Regions from separate parts of the Mus musculus genome. Here region 2 is linked to region 1. Evidence: chromatin contacts called from public HiChIP or PLAC-seq data. All regions are on one chromosome and are shown on one strand. The core of a region is the stretch at or near the end of the contact, and the rest is flanking DNA. Distances in the headings are between cores, read along the strand shown. Region 1 holds the start of Spp1 (secreted phosphoprotein 1). Region 2 holds the start of Thoc2l (THO complex subunit 2-like).

Evidence for each region. HiChIP or PLAC-seq counts read pairs in DNA pulled down with a chosen protein or histone mark.
Region 2: an H3K27ac HiChIP or PLAC-seq map of embryonic stem cells shows a contact between it and region 1, with 6 read pairs. The contact joins the promoter of Thoc2l here to the promoter of Spp1 in region 1. A contact is called at or near these places in 3 of 39 promoter capture datasets (the HPC-7 cell line, epiblast stem cells and macrophages), 3 of 484 Hi-C or Micro-C datasets (LSK cells and embryonic stem cells), 6 of 115 datasets of contacts at active chromatin or transcription factors (the SCID.adh cell line, embryonic stem cells and microglia) and 4 of 9 other capture datasets (adipose tissue, liver, macrophages and 1 more).

The regions. Positions count from the first base shown.
Region 1 is chr5:104,433,670-104,436,678 of GRCm38.p6, reverse strand. It overlaps Spp1 (secreted phosphoprotein 1), which reads right to left and starts at 1,568. Exons shown (of 7, transcript NM_009263.3): 1 at 1,483-1,568; 2 at 237-304; 3 at 103-138. The coding sequence starts at 290. RefSeq lists enhancers at 681-717, 467-786, 1,598-1,644, 2,262-2,270, 2,275-2,302, promoters at 1,482-2,472, 1,523-3,003, 1,546-3,009 and a cis regulatory region at 2,952-2,966.
Region 2 is chr5:104,506,745-104,509,753 of GRCm38.p6, reverse strand. It overlaps Thoc2l (THO complex subunit 2-like), which reads right to left and starts at 1,404. Exons shown (of 8, transcript NM_001166581.2): 1 at 1,183-1,404.

The DNA of each region.
Region 1 (3,009 bases), core at 319-2,818:
TATATAGATGAATAAAATGGCAACAAAAAATTGCTGTTCCTAGCAACCTTTGCGACGCTGGCGAACATTCTTCAGTTAAATGATCAACCCGGAGGTGCTTACCTTCTCCTCTGAGCTGCCAGAATCAGTCACTTTCACCTTTAAAACAGAAAAGTGACAAGGAAATGCGTGTGAGTGTGCTAAAGCTAAAATTCATTTGTTTTCAAGAATTCTCTCTAAGATTCAGCTGTACTCACCGGGAGGGAGGAGGCAATGCCAAACAGGCAAAAGCAAATCACTGCCAATCTCATGGTCGTAGTTAGTCCTGCAACATATTTTATGAGGCACAGTTGATGTCTTGTCAGGTTCAAACACACTCTTGGCACCACTAGATCACCACCAAGTCACCAATAATTTATGGAATCTTTCTACATCTCAGAGAAAATTTCAGTGAGTCAATATTTGTGTGCCTTTTCTACCTCTCCACCTCTCATCCTTAGCAAGGAAAAGGGCAATTTCACAACTCTATTCATCCAAACTTTACGTCTGGAGTCTCAGAGCTTATGCCCCCACTATCTGATGTCTCTAGAGCTCCACACCAAGATTTGTTTCACAGTAATCGAGTAATTAAAGCAACGAACTACCATGAGAGTACTTTCTGCAAGGAAGAAAAAGAGAAAATAGAATGATAAAAGAAAATTGCTTTTTCCATTTGCATTTCAAATGTGATTTTAACTTACATTATACAAAGCTGAAAGAAACAAAGATATCTTTGAATTTGAGTAAGATGTTCTATTTGGACTAATAATAATAATAATAACAACAACAATAATAATAATAATAAAAATAAAACACTGAGAGCAGGCAACAGCTTTTCTGTGCATGTTGATGAGTCTGTGTTATCACACAGGGACCTTAGTGAAAACTGTAAAAGCCAAGTGCAGAAGCGAGAAATTAAGGAAGGTTCTCTTTTGAAGTGAGACAGTTTTCTAAAAATAACTGTATCTGGTTTATATTAATATAGAGGATCCTCCTTTACTGGTCTCCACAGTCATCCAGCCACTTTAAAATGATGCAGACATTTGTTCCAAAGATACATAGAACTTTACAATGTGTGTGTGACAGGAGAGAGAGGGAGAGAGGGAGAGAGGGAGAGAGAGAGAGAGGAGGGAGAGAGAGAGGAAGAGAGAGGAGGGAGAGAGAGAGGAGGGAGAGAGGGAGAGAGAGGAAGAGAGAGAGGGAGAGAAAGAGAGAAAGAGAGAGAGAGATTACTAGCAGATCTCTCTCTCTCCTTTAGAGGACCAACTAGATTTATTTTAACTTCTACATCCAACTGGCTTTGAAAATACCGGGAAACCTGCAATGTACCTGACCAGCTTATTCAAAAAGACCAGAACAGCACGAGTCTGACTAACAAATACGACTGTTGAAAGAATGTTCTCTGGACTCACCCTCAGAATTCAGCCAGGAGAACTGCAGCCTCATGGGCCACTGCAGGCTTACCTTGGCTGGTTTCCTCCGAGAATGCCTGCCGCAGAAGACTGCAAACCCAAGCAAGGATGCTTCTTCAGTGTGAGCTGCTGGTGGCTCAGACCTCCCAGAATTTAAATGCTGGTCCAGACAGTCTCCACCAATCAGGAGGTGGAGTGATGTGTCATGAGGTTTTTGCCACTACCCGGCCCACCTGCTCCTACACTTCCTCCTCTGGTTTTGTGGTTAAAAAAAAAAAAAAGGAAGAAAAGGAAACACACACAAAGCATTACTGATGAACGATGTCATTAACTACCCTTTTCATTTATAGACTGCATTTAGAATCCCGGAAGAGCATCAGGGATCCATAAGGAAAGGAAGAGTAGATCACCCTCACAGAGACTTTGTTTATAGTTACTGAATTAGTAGAAAAACATCAATGGGGATGAAAGGTATGGATTCTCCTATCTAAGTTACAGATAAAGGCCACATGGATACACAATTTGATTCTCTCAGACTTACTTAAATCTAGAAAACTGCTGTCTCGGCAGAACTTTCAGACCCTCCCTTTTGCCTTTGTATTCGGTAGCTTAGGTTGGCCGGGCCACAGTGGCTCTGTTTTGTACTCCGGAAGATCACCATGAATTTGAGGCTAGCCTCGGCTCCATACTGTGTTCCAGGTCAGTTGGGGCAACAGAAAGTGAGACCCTCTCACAAAAGAAACAAAACCTCACAACAAAACGAAACAAAGTAACAACTCAGTTTTGACACTTGAGCTATGCAGCCGCTTGCTCTTTGTGCAAACCACACAGTGACCCTGAATTCCTCTCCTGCCTCCACTGACCTTTAGAGACGTGAACCTCGTGAACCTTGTTGCTCTGTTGGAGCAGCTGGGAGTGATGGTTCTGATGCTATCTAAACTATAATGGCCATATAGAGCAGAAGAGGTGGTTACTCCAGATAGAGCCCGCCTAAGCAAGCAGTTTGTGAGACTGGAATGCTTGCTGGGTGGGGAAGCTGCAGGAGCCAGACTGCCTTTCAGTCCTTCTGTAAGCAGTGCCAGGTGTGACCTTGGGCAAGTCACTTAGTCTATCTACAGGACAATGGATTAGTGTAAGTGCAGTTGATAGCACTTCACATTTTGCAATGCTCCTTCCCCCACATGTTAAAGAACGTGTATATTTTAACTATTACAGAAATCTTCAGCAGAGGCAAGGAGCTGAAATTTGTAATGCCTTTGAATTGATCTTTAAGCTGTACACGTTAAAGGGTTCTCTGAATATTTTTTTAAAGACACAGCTTATATTTCTGAATTATCTTTTTTGAGTTTTATTTCCTGGAATATATAAGGTTGGCTACTTAAAAAGATTTTAAAATTTGTATTAACAAAACGTTACTGAATAGTTAAGAGGTATTCAAATGAGATAAAATTATAGGTGAAGCAGACTTCTTTAAATATTTAATACTGCCCTGCAGTTACTTCCTTTCTTTTCCCGAAATGGAGAACACAGGCTTATTACCTTACATCTCCAATGTAAGAGGCATGCAGAAATTGAGATT
Region 2 (3,009 bases), core at 155-2,654, 73 kb before region 1:
ATACCAGAATGTTTCATTTGGCTGACTATCCTGGTCTCTATTTTGTGATGTGCTTTCTTTTCTTTTGTGTTTTCTTTTACCTCTATGTCAGCAGTTCTCAACCTTCCTAATGCTGCAACACTTTGATACAGTTAGTTCCTCATGCTGTAGTGACCCAACCATAACATTATTTTTGTTGCAACTTCATAACCTACTGTTATGAACTGTAATGTGAACACGGTTTCCAATGGCCTTAGGCGACCCATGCTACTTACACCATCTTTTGGAACTACAAAGCTTGCTGGTATCAAAATAACTGTTAAGTATAAAGAAGCTAGCATCCCCATTTTGGCTTGAAATGAAGCGAGAGTATTTATATGAGTGTTTAAGATTAAGACGTCTTCTGCAAAGCATTCAAAAGAATAACTTCTGCCAAATATTTGGGCATATCATGAATACATGCCTTCAAATTTGTATAAAGTATACTGCAGTGTTTTCAGTACTCTATAAACAATCAACGTTCTTGTCCATGCACCTTGGCTGAGTTTCTTGAACTGGGGCTTCCCAGTTCAAGTTAACAATAATGCCCAGTGTCAATTTAAGCTGATAATATTCTGATTTTGGTTGTAAATATGATCCTGAAAATCTCCTACGGGAGGTAAATTTCTGAGGGCAAATGTAGCAGGCAAACCTAGGGACGGCAAAACACACTCCTAAAATCCTGGCACCCCGTCCTTTCTCTTAATTTAATCGCAACCACCTTCCCCGTATCCAGCATTTCCACAGCTTCAGAATATTGCAAAAAACTACTTATTAGAACCGGGTGAGGAATACTGAAGTAATTCCCGGTAGTGCTGTCAACTCTTCACTCCTTTCGCTCCAGTTCCTGAGTTTACTGCACCTGGCACACAGTTTAACTCTTCGGAGCTCGCGGTCCAGAAACCACCTACTGCCTGCGGGCCAGGTAGGCGTTCTATGTGCCCAGAGACGCTCACGGGAGCCACCAAATGCCGGGGCTGAGGAAGCGCCCGGTGACACCAGATCTCATTTAAGGTCTGTTCGCTTCAAGAACGCCCCGGAAAGACTCGGGGGTCTGTGGCTTTCCCCTGCGTGTGTTAGCACAGCCCGGTCCGCCAAGCCGCCGCCGAGCTGGACAGAGGCCGCAGCCCGCCCGCTCGCCTGGGGGCCGCCATGCCGACTCACCGCTCGCTCGCGCTCCGCCCGCGCCGCCCGCCGCGACCGCGCCGGCTCGCGCCTCCCCGCTCCAGCCGCCGCGAACCGCCTCTACGCCGCGGCTCGGGAAGGGCTTCACCGCTCCGCGCCCTCCTGACCCAGCTCGATAGGGACACCAACGACACACCGCCGACTCCACAGAGCGGTGGGAAACCGGTCGGGATCTCCTCGGCGTTCGGCTGACGTCACTGCGGAGGGACGGCGGCGGTGCAGCGAGTCCTCTGCGCACGCGCGGCCGCACTTCGGTTGCTGGCGGGGGGCGGGGGGCGGGGGGCGGGGGGCGGGGTGGGGACTGAGGTCGTTGGTCATCACTGCGCCTTTGTTAGAAAATGCCTTGCTGAGGTGACTGTGTGCACTGGCGGTTTCATTTGAATGTGAATGCTAAATACAAACAATTCTGAGAGCTTTCCGAAAATGATGTGGTTCAACTGGTGGAAAATCTGGTAGTGTACTATGGAAAAAGTCTGTTTATCTCCCAAAGTATGTTGCATCTCAAGAGAAGTCAAGGCATGAGTTAGGGAAGGACTAAAATACTTGTTCACTGTAGACAGCTGCCAAAATTTGTTCCCAACCAAGCCCTTAAAGCTATTTATAAAACTTTTTATCAGAAGGATGTATGTATGCATTATACAGAAACTTGGAAATATTTTATAGTTATTGCACATTGTACTGGGAGAACTGGGACATTGCTACTTGTGGGTGTCTGTCATGCTCTCTATCCAGTATGAAAAGAAGCTTTGATGAGGGGTGAAAGTTAAACTTCTTTATTTTTAGATTAAAATTCTTTTTAATTTAAAAAGGCATCAGGTTTTAAATACATTAAGAATTGAACTCATATTTTGACCCCATCTCCGAAAATTGTCATTTCTGTTGTTATCTGGTTATTATGTCGTGTATGTATAAAATCAATAAATTGTTCAGGAGTATATATCTGACCATTATGTTACAAAGCAACAGAAATACATAAAATCAAATGAGATGTGCAAATATGCATATATGTATCTCAAACACATGACTTAATAAGGTTTTTTTGATTCAATAGTAAGCTGTAGACAGATAGAGATGCACATTAAAAAAAATTTTTACCATGATCAGGATCCACTACATTGCCTTGCATATAACAGTAGATACTGTATAAGTGGCTTGGTCACTTTCCAAGCAATTATTTCTATTTAGATGTCTTTGCCCAATATGAAAATAATGAATGTGGGTGGGAGATTGTTCATTTTTCTTTCCCCAGCAACTATTTAATGCCTGCATCTTGGCAAGAGCTGCACTTACCTGCAAACATCATGATGTCATTTTCCTTTATCCTGTGGTGTATCTGTGCCACATTTGCATTGCCCGTCCATCACTCGAAGGGCATTTAGGTGGTTCCCCCTCGCTAGCTATGGTGAACAGAGCAGCAATGGACACTGCTAAGCAAGCATCTGTAGGAGGATGTCCTTTGGGCATATGCAGAGGAGTGGATCTGAGTCATGGTAGATTTACTTTTAGCTTTTTGAGCAATATTGAGCATGCATGGTTTCTTATATATGGTCCCCAACTGGTAGAACTATTTGGGAAGGATTAGGAGTTGTTACCTTATTGGATAAGATATGTCACTGGGGTGATCTCTGAGGTGTCAAAAGCACACACCACTACCAGTTAGCTCTCTGCATCATGTTTATTATCTAGATGTAAGCTCTGGGCTACTGCCTCACCGCCATGTTTACCTGCTTGATGTCATACACCTCACCATGATGGTTGTGGGTTTGAAAGACTCCGTGAGGAGCCCCTCGCTCAGGCGTCGGGACA